3 separate regions of the Mus musculus genome follow, and all the other regions are linked to region 1. The links are chromatin contacts, called in public promoter capture Hi-C maps. All regions are on one chromosome and are shown on one strand. The core of a region is the stretch at or near the end of the contact, and the rest is flanking DNA. Distances in the headings are between cores, read along the strand shown.

Region 1 (4,490 bases), core at 742-3,241:
ACTTGAGAGGCAGAAGCAGGCAGATCTCTGAATTTGAGGCCAGCCTGGTCTATAAAGCAAGTTCTATGACAGCCAGGGCTACACAGATAAATCCTGTCTGAATAAAACAAAACTAATGAACAAACAAAAAATTTAATTAGTTTAGGATATTTGATATAGTGACTTGATGAACTCAGCCATAATTCATATGATGCTGTCAGCCATGTTTGCTTCAAATCTTTGAGTGAATATATATTAGTTTCTATTGACTAGATACACAGAGCTGTGGCTGCGCCATAGGATGAGTATACACTGGACGCCCATCTGTACTGTCTGTTAGCCAGGAAGGAGAAAGTCCCCAGGCGTCACTGTTCTTCACACAATGGCTTCAAATCTGCTGGTTTAGAAATGACCTTTGCTGGGCTTGGTGGTGCACATCTTTAATCCCAGCACTTGGGAGGCAGAGGCAGGCGGATTAATGAGTTGGAGGCCAGCCTGGTCTCCAGAGTGAGTTCCAGGACAGCCAAGGCTGTCCTGAGAACCCTGTCTTGAAAAACAAAACAAAACAAAAGAAATGACTTTTATCTGGAAACACCCCAACTCTCCAACAAAATTCAAGCAGATCTATAGTTAGTTAATCCAAACAATAGAATACTATTTAACAATTAGAAAGGAGGACTGAACACAGCTCATCAGTTAAGAAGACTGACTGGCTGCTCTCACAGAGAATGCAGGTTTGTTTCACACATTGTAGCTCAGGACCACCTGTGACTCTGACCCAAGGTCATGCAACACTTTCCTCTGACCTCTTTGGGCACCAGAGACACACATGGCACTTAGACATGCAGGCAAAGCATTCATACACATAAAATCAAACCAAATAAATCTTTAAAAAAATAAGTTATTTACTTATTTAGATGGACAATGGTGGCGCATATTTTTTATTCTGAGCACTCTGGGAGGCAGAGGCAGGCATATCTCTGAGTTTGAGGCTAGCCTGGTCTACAGAGTGACTTCTAGGTCAGCCAGAAACCCTGTCTCAAAAACCAAATAAATAAGTGAAAATACGAGAAGCTCATGTCACATACATCAGGGTAGGCTCATGTGTTAGTGTGCTGTGCATGGCTCTTTTGATACAGTGTCTCATTCTGTAGGCCAGTCTTGGAAGACAGAGTACATGGATCTTCTGCCTCAGCCTCCAGAGTGTGCTGGGATGACAGACATACATCACCATGTGTAAAACTATAGTGTTCTGTAAAGCTTTGATCTGCAGTGAATGAAGCGTCTTTGTCATCTTTGTTGTCTAGCACAGTAAAAGCACGGTTTACACAGCATACATATTGTGTGAGGTGCTCTAGATATAGCAGGAGGCCAGGTATGGTGACTCACACCTACAATCCAAGCGCTCGGGAAGCTGATGCAGGAGGATTCTGAGCTTTCTGCATGCCACCCAGCCTGGGCTGCTCAGCAAGACCGTAGCTCAAACAAATGAATGTAAAAATAAGGCATACTGTGTAGTATCTGTAGGCTCTACTCAGGTGCCATGTCACTTCAGGAGACATTTCCTAGGCTGCAGGTATGGGTAGAATGATTACATTGTTAGTAACTGTAGTGATTGAGGGGCACAGTAGACCTCTTGAGCTTGAATTTATTCTGGCTATCAATAGATATTTGGTGGACGCCTGTATCTTCTTAAGCCGCGAGGAAAGACTTCAAGAATGTTCCATTCGCTGTAGGAAATCGCTTCCTGCCAAGCCTCCAGCCACACTCATTCAGTACCACGCGACCCTGGACAGCTCCGGGATGGAGGCCCTACTTCCGGAACTATGTTGCCAAGTAGTGTTTTCTATCGGAATCATTTGGTAGCTGCACTCATGTTTAGAAAGGAGAAAACTGCTTTCCGGAGCCAGTAGGCGTTGCAGAAGGATTGGCAGCAGCATCGACCAATGGACTATGAGTTCTGTCGAGTGGCACTGACAGTGTCCAATAGACGCTGATGTGGGCGGGGCGTAGGTAGCAGCTCGCAGCCCCGGGGGTCTCGGCTGGTCCGCTGCGGCGGGGTCCGGACCGCGGGGCAGTTGGCGGCAGGTGGCACTGGCTGGAGGCCTGAGGAGCTGTCAGAGGTACAAGAGGGGTCAGGGCGTGGCCTGGGCGTGGCGGGCTTGGGGCAGGGCGGAGCCGAGGGCCCTGGCCGACCGTGCCTGCCTGTTCACAGAGTCTTTGCTTCAGTGTGAGGCTGAGTGGAGCACACAGTAGGCGCACAATAAGTGATTAAGGAAAGACTGAGCTTGTCGCCCGCCAGCCCTGCCCCGACTGGCCCGATTTTGAGAGCACCCGAGGTATCCCTACCTGACCCTGTCTTCTAGCATCAATTGGGCGCCTGTTGTATGCACTTTGCCTTGTGTTCACAGCAGTGGAGGGAAGGACTTTAAGGGAGTTATTTTTGTTGTTAATTTTTTAAAAAATTATAGTAATTATGTCCTTTATAATATTCCTCTAGAATATTTTAATTTTAAAGTTTAACTTAATTTTAACCTTATTTATTTCATCCTAATTTTCTTTCGTATTTTATTTTCATTTTTTTTTTTGTTTTTGTTTTTGTTTTTGTTTTTTTTGTTTTTTGAGACAGGGTTTCTCTGTATAGCCCTGGCTGTCCTGGAACTCACTTTGTAGACCAGGCTGGCCTCGAACTCAGAAATCCGCCTGCCTCTGCCTCCCAAGTGCTGGGATTAAAGGCGTGCGCCACCACTGCCCGGCCTATTTTCATTTTTAAAATTTACTTTCCTTCTTTTTTTTTTCGACAAAATTTACTTTTCAAATTTATTTTATGTGTCTGTGTTTATGCACATGTGTGCAGTGCCCAAAGCGGCCAGAAGAGGGGAATAGATAGATCTTTCTAGGCTAGAATGGAACCTTGGTCATCTGCAAAAACAGCCAGTGCTCTCAACTGCTGAGAGTGTCTCTGCTGCTACTATCTTATCTTATTATTTCATTTCTTTATTTATATTTCTTTCCAAGTCAGGGTTTCTCTTTGTAAACCTGGCTGTCCTGGAACTCACTTTGTAGACCAGGCTGGCCTCGAACTCAGTAATCTGCCTGCCTCTGCCTCCCAAGTGCTGGGACTAAAGGCGTGCGCCACCACTGCCCGGCTGTATTTTCTTTTTAAATTTTGTTGTATTACTTTATTCTGAAGTAGGGTCTTCCTCACTGTCCAGGCTGGTCTCAAATGTGTAGCCGTTGTCCCGCCTCACCCTCCTGTGTACTAAGATGATAGTCACATCCCTTCAGACCGTGTATGTGCACACGTGAGGAGCCTAAACTTCCATATCAGTGTCTTCCTTGATCGCTCCCATAATTTAACATTTTACATATATGTGTGTTTTGCTTCTTTTCATGGCTGTGCACCTGTTGGGAACAAAATAAAGGGGGACCCTGGGGGCCCTGGGGAAAAGTGGGGGAGGAAAAGGGGTCTAACGTCCTGCTAGGGTTCCTGTGCTCTGGGCAGGCAGATGCAGGCAGAGCTGCCGGACGCTTTTCCACAGGGCCCAGGGTGAGCATGCCTGACTCATTTAAGAGCTTTATTATAGAAATGCAGGGGAGAGAGAGAGAGAAAGGGAGAGAGAGAGAGAGAGAGAGAGGGAGAGAGAGAGAGAGAGAGAGCGAGAAAGGGAGAGGGAGAGGGAGAGAGAGAGAGATTTATGGTCTTCCCTGTTGCTAGGTAACTGGGGAGGAGTTTAGCCTGAAGGTCAGAAGCTTGGGCCATTGCTTACATGACTACTGACCATGCTTCTCTTGAGGGGGCTGTGGGAGGTGGTACCTTAGTCAGGGGCCGGAGTTCCAGGAGCATGAGGGAACACCTACCGTGTCATTTAGGTGAATTATAACCATCGGGGTTCAGACCTCAGTTTGACTGGAGACCAGCCTTCAGTTCCCCACATGTACCCCTTATGTGCCTGGTGCCTGCAGAGACCAGGAGGGGCATTGGGTCCCCAGGAGCTGGATCTACAGGTGGGTTGTGGTCCACCATGTGGGTGCTGGGAACCAAATCCAGGTCCTCTGGAAAGGCACCCAGTACTTTCAGCATTGAGAGCCTAGAGCTGTTGACTGGGCCAGAGTGGCTGGACAGCATGTCCCTGTGGTCCCCTTTCTCCACCTCCAAAGTTCCAGGACAACCCAGATATATACAGTCCCTTTGGTGCAGTAGAAGGGACAGGGCTAGGGCAGGGACAGGATGCCGCTGACTGCAGAGGGTGAGCCGGGGTGTGTTCAGCAGCACGAGGGAAGCAGCTTCACTCCTAATGAACCATGCTTTGTGAGGCAGGAGAACACGTAAGAACAACCCTACATTTTGGCCACCACATCCACTGAGCCAGCTGCCACCTTGCACCTGCCCTGCACCAAGCCTCAAGGTGGGTACCAGGGCTGCAGCTGGGAGCAGGAGTCAGGTGGTCTGCAGGAGGCCTTCCCAGGGACAAAATATAAAGATACCTGTGGAGGATCCAGGGATGTGG
Region 2 (4,490 bases), core at 551-3,050, 210 kb after region 1:
GGAGCAGGGTTGTCAGGTTGGCCAGCTTACTTTGCCAGTGCCAGGCACCCCCGGGCTCTCCACAGGTACTCACGGAGTACAGGATGCTAGCTGAAAGACTGTGATCCCGCTGACTGTTCCCTCGCCCACCTGGGATCTTCAGGGGTGGGTGAGGGACATCAGGAGCACCACCGAGGCCCCGGACCCAGGTTACTACAGCAATTAAGGGCAACCCTAGAACTGCAGGAAACAATGCTCAGGTGGCAGCAGCGGCAATAATTAAGTGCCCGGGCTTCCCACTCAAGAGCCATTGACAACAGTCAACCCGAGTCACTGCCCCTCACCTGTGTGACTCTGCCCCTTTTGTAGCAAGACAGGCCTCACAGGCAGTGTCATCTCAGCACTGTGGCCCATCCCACTCCATGCTGCCAATCCTCCCTTCACACCAGGTCACTCGCTCCTTCCTACCCTCTGGTCAGCAGCTACCAGTGACCCCAAAGTTCTACCTCACTAACTACTCATGCTCTAGAGTCAGACAACCCCAAGTCTCCTCTCTTCCCTACTGCCACTCTATAGGTGTCTGCACAGCCTATATCCAAAGTTCCTACCACCTATATCGACGCCCTTCCCAAACCAGTCCCCATTCTGAACCCTTCAAGTGATACCCTCCATCCCACCCACTGCAGACTTTTAACTGCCAAGTGGACCAGGGATTAAGGTCACCTCACATCATACTCACCACACCACACCACCTCCATGTCCTCCAACATAGCTCTGTGAGCCCCCAAGCCTGACCACTTCCAAGGTCCTAATTCTGACCCAAATCCCTCCAAAGTATTAGAGCCCTCAACACGCAATCACTAAATCCAACCTAAACCTCATCCCAGCTTCCCCACCTGTGACTTCCTAAACCGACACAAGCTTCTTTCTCAACACCCCAAATCTGATCCCATACTCTCCCACCAAGAAATGAGTCCTCAACATGTACCCAAGAATATAATAGGATTCCTCCCCAACAGCACCCAAAATCCCAGTATTCTGCAAAGAACTCCAAACACCGGGACGAGCCCCACCTCTACATAGCATACGATTTATTACCCAAACGCCCTACAGGTAACCACAAACACTTCGCCACCTGACATTAGAACTAGCTCACATATCCGAGAGGCAGACCCCAAATTCGAGTCTCCAATCTCTTCTCAGATCCCTCCCCAAATCTTAGGCTCAACTCACAACCCCCGAATCCGATTCGAACCCAAAATCGAATCCTACATTTTCGCGAAATGTTCCCGGTCCTCCAATCAAACCAAACCCTATTCCTCAACCTGAGACTCCCTAATTCCACTCGAATCCCAAATCCGAGTCCGCGACCCGCTCCACAGGCCCCGCCCCGCCCCGCCCCGCCCCCTGCGCGATTGTGGCCGCCACAAAGGGGCGGATCTCGCGCTGCCGAGACTTATCTGGCGCCGGAGGCCGACCCCGCTCCGGGCCTGCGCGTCCTGCGCTGCCCTCTGGGGCCTACGCGGACGCTGTTTCTGGAAGGTTCGCGGCGGCGGGGGCAGGGCTCTCACCTCTCGCTGCTGCAGCCGCCGCGGCTGTGCTGACTAAGAAGCGGCATGGTGCGGCTGGCGTGAAGCGTGGCGCTGCGTTTGTCCCCTTCCTTCTCTCTGGCGAAGCAGTGGCTGTTGAGGATCCGCTGCAGGGAGGATTTCACCATCCGGCCGCTGGGGTCCGAAACCAGCAAAAACCTCCGCTGCACTTCCCGCGCCGCCGCCGCTGCTCGCCGTTCGCAAAATGGCGCCGGCGCCGACGCCCACTTTTATATGCGTCGTCACGGCAGGCCACGCCCCCACACGCAGGCGTAAACGCAGCAGTGTGAGGCGACGGAGGAACGGGGTGGGGCCACAGTGGCAGCCCAAGGAAAAACCAAATGCGTCCCACCTACTCCGGCTTCTGATTGGCGAGAGTAAAAAGACAGACAGAAGGTTTCCGTTGATGATTAGTTGGCGATAGGAGAATCCCGGCCCCGCGTGTTTGCGTCACTCTGTGGGAGGGAAGACAGAAAAGCCAGACGCGTCCCGCCCCTACAAGGCTCTGATCGGTCAATGTAGAAAAACGGACGTATTGGCCCCTTTGAGGATTGGTTGGAGTTCTGACAAGCCCGCCCTCGAGGCTTTATGACGTGAGGCGGAGGCGGGGCTTCTGTAGTCGCCTCCAGGACGTAAACCCCCATCTAGCCCAGGCCTCAAGGCTAGGACTCTGCGCCTCCTCTAGTACCTGTGGCCCTTCAGTTTTGTCATCTGTCATCCTTTCCATCTTAACCATTATGGTCCCACTCATGGGACGCCCCGCTCCGGGAAGACTGTCAGGACATAACTGTCAAGGGTACCTGAGGCTGACCTAGGCGGTTTGCTTGGTGCCCATCCCCCACGCGGCAAAATTATTCTAATGACCTTGTAATAATGGGTAATAGATTGGGACTCTTTGTTTTAAAAGCAACTTGCTATTTAAAAGAAAATCTGTCAAAAGTTAAGTATCCCAATCTAGAGAAGTATTTTATGTCAAATTGGAATTTAAACAACTTTTCTCATAGACTCAGCTTGAAGGTTTCCTTCATCCCAACCCCCCCTCCCCCGCCGCCGCCGCTTTTTTGTTGTTGTATTTTGATTTTTGTTTTTTGAGACAGGGTTTCTCTGTTTGCCTGCCTCTGCCTCCCAAGTGCTGGGATCAAAGGCGTGCGCCATCACTGCCCTGCTTACAATTTATTCTTAAAGAATTTCGTATTCTTTTTCTCTTTATGGGTTTTTTGTTGTTGTTGTTTTGTTTTGTTTTGTATGTTTTGTTTTTGAGACAGGGCTTTTCTGTGTAGCCCTGGATGTCCTGGAACTTACTCTATAAACTAAGCTACCCTCAAACTCAGAGATCTGCCTGACTCTGCCAGCTGAGTGTTGGGATTAAAGGCCTGTGGCACCACACCCTGCTCTTTCTCTCTCTCTCTCTCTCTCTCTCTCTCTCTCTCTCTCTCTCTCTCTCTCTCTCTCTCTCTCTCTCTCTCTCTCTCTCAAGATTTACTTATTTTATTTATATGAGTACACTGTTGTTGTTTCTGGTCTTCAGACACAGACCAGAAGAGGGTGTGAGATCCCATTATAGATGGTTGTGAGCCACCACGTGGTTGCTGGAAATTGAACTCAGGACCTTTGGAAGAGCAGTCAGTACTCTTAATCTCTGAGCCATCTCTCCAGCCCCCTCTAATTCTCTTTTTTTGTGAGCAAACTACAGTGTGATACAAAGATCAGAATTCAGTAAAAATCTATCTATGGTTGTGATAAAAGCCACTCAACCTAGCTGAGGCAGGAGGATTGCTGGAAGTTCCAAGTAATCATGGACTGCCAAAAAATCCCTTGTCTTGATAAACAGATGTCCCTGTGGTGGTGGCACAAGTCTTTAATCTCAGCACTCTGGAGACAGGGCACGTGGATCTCTTCTGAGTTCCAGGCCAGTATGGTCTTAGAGGGTAAGTTCTAAGACAGTCAGGGCTTAACAGAGAAACCCTGTCTCAAAAAACAAACACACAAAACAAAACTGGCTGTTTTTCCAAACGATCTAGATTCTATTCCCATCCACATGATGATTCATTACCACCAGGAACTCCAAATCTGAGGGTCAGGAGCCCCTTCAGACATCTGTGGGACCTGTGTTGTTCTGTGCTGTTTTGTTTCTGAGACAAGGTTTCTCTGGCGGTTAATCCTGTGTCTTTTGAGACTAAAATTGATCAAACACTGCCTATTCCAACGTCAGTTTGACTTAAGCACCATCTTTCACTTCCAGGTTAAAATCAGAAATAGTTTCATTTTTGGAATACAATTTCAGTGTGAGAAGCAAACGGAGAATTCTTGCTGTTGAGTGGGCACAGATCCTGAGTGGAGACTACACCTCTGCCCTTGCCAGCTCACAGCCTCCTGTAACTCTAGCTCCAAGGAACCAACGCCCTTTTCTAGCCTCTGCAGGCACCAGGCAGGCTCCGATTGGCTCGAGTAGGCTACATTGGTCAGAGTAGACCCTGTCTTTGGACAATGGGAAACAATGTTAGATCTTTCCACGTGAGGGCTGGTGAGACGGCTGAGTGGGTAAAGGTGCTTTCAAACAAGGGTGGAAAGCAGACCTTGATTGCAGGAACCCAGAGAGTGGGAGGAGAGAACTGAGCCCTGACTGTTGCCCTCTGACCGCCACACTTGTGCACACAAACAACAAAAACATAAAATGTAACAAAATAAGAAACTCAACCAGAATCCCATCAGTTAGTTTAAGGTTTCTGTGTTGGTGTTGGGGGCAGGAACCTCTGCTGAAATTGGCAACAGAAAGTTGAGAAAAGAGGAAACATTTACCGGAAATAGGGCTGCTCTCCCTCTCCTCAGAATTTGTTTTCATAAGCACAGTGCCCCAGTTTGCAGGCACTCTCTCCTGCAGCAGGGAGTTTGGGTCCAAGCTCTCAAGATCCCCCAGCTTAT
Region 3 (4,490 bases), core at 1,030-3,529, 160 kb after region 1:
GACTCTGAGATGACAAGCATCCATTACTGCACCTGGCTTTTTCTTGTGTGGGGATGGAGACCCTGGTGTCTGGCGAGGTAGTCCCTGTGTGGGGGCTGAGCCATCTCCCAGCCTCTCTTCTTTTCATTCTTTTGAAGCAGGTTTGCTCTGTAGGCTGTGGTGACTTGGATTTTACAACCGTCCCGCCCCAGCTGGCCCTGCCTGTGCCACCACTTCTCCTAAAGGGAGTTTCTGACTCTTCAGTTTCCTCCACTCAGGAAGCTGCCACACGGACACTGTGGTGTCAGGGTATTTAAGACCAACACGGCCGGGCAGTGATGGCGCACGCCTTTAATCCCAACACTTGGGAGGCAGAGGCAGGCGGATTTCTGAGTTCGAGGCCAAACTGGTCTACAGAGTGAGTTCCCGACAGCCAGGGTTACACAGAGAAACCCTGTCTCGGAAAACCAAAAAAAAAAAAAGAGCAACACGAGAGCCTTTTACCCTTAGCAAGTAAATTAGGGGGTGGAGAGACAGTTCAGGCATTTGGAGCCTGACTTGGTTCCAGCACCAATATAGCTCACAACCGCCTATAATAGCAGGTCCAGTGTGCCTTGCACCCTCTGCCGGCGGCCGTGGGTACTGCATGCATGCGCCGCACAGGCATACATGCAAGTAAAAAGCTCATACACAGAAATAAATTTTTTTAAAAAAAGATTTATTGGATAGAGGAGTGGGGGGGAGGGTGTGGGAGACTTTTGGGATAGCATTGGAAATGTAATTGAGGAAAATACGTAATAAAAAAAGATTTACTTATGTATTATGAATACAGCATTCTTCCTGCATTATAGAAGGTTTGAGCCATCATGTGGGGGCTAGGAATTGAACTCAAGACCTCTGAAAGTGCAGTGATCTTACCCTCTGAGCCATCTCTTAGCCCCAGAAATAAAATTTAAAAAACAAAATCTGCCAGACAGTGGTGGTACACGCCTTTAATCCCAGCCCCTAGGGGGCAGAGGTACACAGATCTCTGAGTTGGAGGCTAGCCTGATCTACAGAGCAAGTTTCAGGACAGTCAGAGCTACACAGAGAAACTGTCTCAAAAAAACAAAAAACAAAACAAAACAAAACAATAAAACCACCACCAACAACAACAACAAAAAACAAAATAACACAACAGAAGCAAACGGATAGTGTGTGGGTGCTGAGTCTTAGCCATCCGTCGGGATGGATTTGTGGATTCATGGGTAGAGGGATCATCCCAATGGGCTGTATCGCTCAGTGGGTAGAGCACTCCCTGCAGGCATTGGCCCTGGGTGGTGGCATGGTGGTGCACATCTCTAGTCCCAGCACTTCGGAGAATGAGACAGAGACCATGAGTTTAAAGTTATCCTTAGCAGTGAGAGTTTGAGGCTAGCACGGGCTACGTCAGACCCTTCTCTTTCTCAAAAACCAGGAAAATCCCTCAAAAATGATCGCAAAGGTTTGTGTGCCACTTGGACTGACAGGAAACCCTCAAAGGGGTAGAGCACGAGGGGAGATGAGAATGCTACTGCACGTGACAGGCACAGCCACTAGGGGGCAGCATTCAGCCACATCAGACTGCAGTAACCTAGCCCGTCCAGAAAAGCTTAATACATATTAGTACAGTTGGGGACTGTAGGACAATTATCAATGTATTCTGTTATCTTTTATCAATACAGGGTTTCTCTGTGCAGCTCTGGCTGTCCTAGACTTTATCTGTAGACCAGGTTGGCCTCAAACTCACAGAGATCAAAGGGTGTATGCCACAACTGCCTGGCCAATTAAATTTTTTCCACACAAGTTCCCCAGTTTGTACCCATTATCACTGTATCACCATGCTAACAGGCATGAGCCCAGCCTCTCCTAAGCCACACCCCTGTAGTCCTGCCTGACCCTCCTGCTGCCTTAAGCTGTCAAAACTGACATATCTGTTCCCTCCCCATTCGACCACAGGACTGCCCGCCCACCCGCTCCTTCTTGTCATTGCAAACACTTCCTGCATACCCAGCATATTCTTGGACCCCAGAGCCTGTCCTTGCCACTGCTGGATCTGGCTGGAAGGTCAGCCCTTTGACACTTGGGATGTCCTTTTGCATCCGAGGACCCAGGCCTTCTTCCTGCCACTTACCTGAAAGGACTCCCAGGGTCACGATGGCCATGCTGATGCCCACCACTGCGATGACAGCCGTTCGACAAGGGCCAGGGTCTGGAGCAGATACAGAGACAGCCTTTGTCACCTCTGGCACAAGTTGTAAGTCTGGTGCAGTGGGCTCCATGGCTCGGCAAAGGTAAGCTCCAGCTAGACACCTGCAAGAGAAAAAGAACAAAAAATGGACAAAGGATTTATCTGACATTCAGCCACACTTGGCCCTGGACTCCTGATCAACTGACTCCACTTCCAGAGTGCAGGGGTGACAGGCATGCACCCAGCATTCCCTGACACCCATGTGGACCCAAGTGCACCCTTTGCTAATCCTGGTATCCCAAGGCTGAGGCCAAGCCAATTTGTCCCATCCTTAAGGAGACTTGATCTGCCTGAAATGGCCACTCAGACCCTTGTGACCGCCATGCACAGCAGAGGGGACAGGTCAGTGGCCCCACTATGACATCACTTAAGCTACAGAGATTCTGGGTGAGACGCAACCATATCCCCAAATCATCACTGAAGTGAGAGACAGGAGCCATGCTGCAGCTCTGACCAGTGAGCTCTCGGCCTCGGGCTGCAGGGGAGACCTCCGTGACAGTCCACATACACACAGATGTACACACAGATGCACACACAGGCGACCACACACATGCAAACACACCCACACACATTCATGCACACATATGCATACACACATGCGCACACATACATATACGTGCACATACACACATGCATGCACACATGTGGATATGTGTGTGCATAACACATATACACATGCACATGTGTGTGTGCACACAGGCATGCACACACGAGCACACACGCATTACTGTGCTCACACACACCCCTTGCTCATCCCTTCCCTGAGGACTTGCTCTTAGTGAGTGCTAAGCATGCCATGCCATTCAGCCCTTCCCACAGTAATTACTGCAGAGCTGCCTTGCCCACAGACACAGAGCCCTGAAAAGGGGCTGATGCAACTCTGTGAACCTCGGGAGACCTGAGCTGGGGAGACCAGGCTACCAAGAACTGCTTCACCAGAACCAAGCATGGTAGCACACACCTGTCATCCCAGCATCCAGGAAGCTGAGGCAGGGGGATTTCTATGAGTTCCAGGCAAGGCTGGACTGCCAAGTGAGACATTGTAGCCAAAAATGGGGAGGAGGTAGATGCAGGCCATGGAACACAGACTACTTCCTGGTCAGCTCTGATCCTCAACAGGGGACCAGGATCCTGGCTTTGGGAGACCAAGTCTACCCTGACACTTGGTCTGTAAGTAGGGTTTGTTGGGGGTAAACATGGCATACGTTCAGCACTTCTGTGCATTGGTGACACAGGGGCTGTCTAGCAGTGTCCTCTCAATGGAGGCACTTCCTCCTGAGGGAAGGCTCCCTGAGACTCACAGACTTCCTGAAACTCCCATGATTCATAATGGTAGGGAGAGGGGACTAAGTCAGGCATCAGGAAACCCCAAACTGCCTCTAAGTCACCCACACTCAGTGAACTCACAGGTTGCCTGAGCTCAGTCTATAGGATCAGTTCTGTGGTCTGAGGTCGGTGCCCTGTCTTCAGTGAAGTGGTGGCTGCACACATCTCCCCAGGAAACACTGAGTGAGCAGGTCGGGCACTGAAGGAGCTATGAGTATAAAATGGTAGCTTTCTCTGCCTGATGTGGAACACCAGCTAAGTTCTGAGCCTACAGCTGCTGCAAGGAACAAGGGATCCTCACAGAGCAGCGAGCAAAACGCCACTGAACAATGTGCGTGGACACCATATCTAAAGGTTGTTATAGAGCTGGGAGGTGGTGGCCCACACCACAGAGGCAGGCGGATCTCTGAGTTTGAGGCCAGCCTGGTCCTCTGGATGACAGAGAAACTCAGTCACAAAACAAACAAACAAAACAGGTGTTATTAGGGATGGACTGCAGAGACGGCTCAGCAGTTAGAACACTGGCTGCTCTTGCAGCTGCCCTGGTTCAGTTCCTGGCACCAACAACGACCTGTGACTCCAGTTCCAAGGGATCTGATGCCCTCCTTGGGCATCAGGCACACACATGGCACACAGGCATGTATGCAGGCAAAACACTCATACACATAAAAAAATAAATCTTAAAAATTAAAAAATAAATAAATAAATTGAAAAATTAAGACCAAGCCTAGAAAGGCTCAGTGGGTGAGGGAGCCTGGTGGCCTGAGTTTGACCCCTGAGACCCAAATGGCAGGAGATCCAGCTTCCATAAGTTGGCCTCTGACCACACAGCCTCAGTGGGACACTTCCCCATAAATACATACAAGTAAGTAAATATAGAACCAAAGAAAATAAAAATGTCAAAGCCAGGCATGGC

Evidence for each region. Promoter capture Hi-C pulls out the DNA fragments that hold promoters and counts their contacts. Capture Hi-C pulls out chosen DNA fragments and counts their contacts.
Region 2: a promoter capture Hi-C map of the SN4741 cell line shows a contact between it and region 1, with 4 times the contacts expected there. The contact joins the promoter of Oaz1 here to the promoter of Slc39a3 in region 1. A contact is called at or near these places in 24 of 39 promoter capture datasets (the 3T3-L1 cell line, 3T3-L1-derived adipocytes, the C10 cell line and 14 more), 1 of 484 Hi-C or Micro-C datasets (bone marrow-derived macrophages), 10 of 115 datasets of contacts at active chromatin or transcription factors (the 230-238 cell line, the NIH/3T3 cell line, bone marrow-derived macrophages and 6 more) and 3 of 9 other capture datasets (adipose tissue, liver and pancreatic islet).
Region 3: a promoter capture Hi-C map of pancreatic islet shows a contact between it and region 1. The contact joins the promoter of Tmprss9 here to the promoter of Slc39a3 in region 1. A contact is called at or near these places in 15 of 39 promoter capture datasets (the 3T3-L1 cell line, 3T3-L1-derived adipocytes, the C10 cell line and 10 more), 2 of 15 datasets of contacts at CTCF or cohesin (embryonic stem cells and large pre-B cells), 2 of 484 Hi-C or Micro-C datasets (bone marrow-derived macrophages and embryonic stem cells), 2 of 115 datasets of contacts at active chromatin or transcription factors (bone marrow-derived macrophages and embryonic stem cells) and 4 of 9 other capture datasets (adipose tissue, liver, macrophages and 1 more).

What each region holds. Positions count from the first base shown.
Region 1 is chr10:81,034,816-81,039,305 of GRCm38.p6, reverse strand. It overlaps Slc39a3 (solute carrier family 39 (zinc transporter), member 3), which reads left to right and starts at 1,991. Exons shown (of 4, transcript NM_001358898.2): 1 at 1,991-2,102; 2 at 4,301-4,388.
Region 2 is chr10:80,823,966-80,828,455 of GRCm38.p6, reverse strand. It overlaps Oaz1 (ornithine decarboxylase antizyme 1), which reads right to left and starts at 1,800. Exons shown (of 5, transcript NM_008753.4): 1 at 1,551-1,800; 2 at 74-219. The coding sequence starts at 1,696.
Region 3 is chr10:80,877,605-80,882,094 of GRCm38.p6, reverse strand. Tmprss9 (transmembrane protease, serine 9) reads right to left here and starts at 2,279. Exons shown (of 18, transcript NM_001081688.2): 1 at 2,132-2,279. The coding sequence starts at 2,279.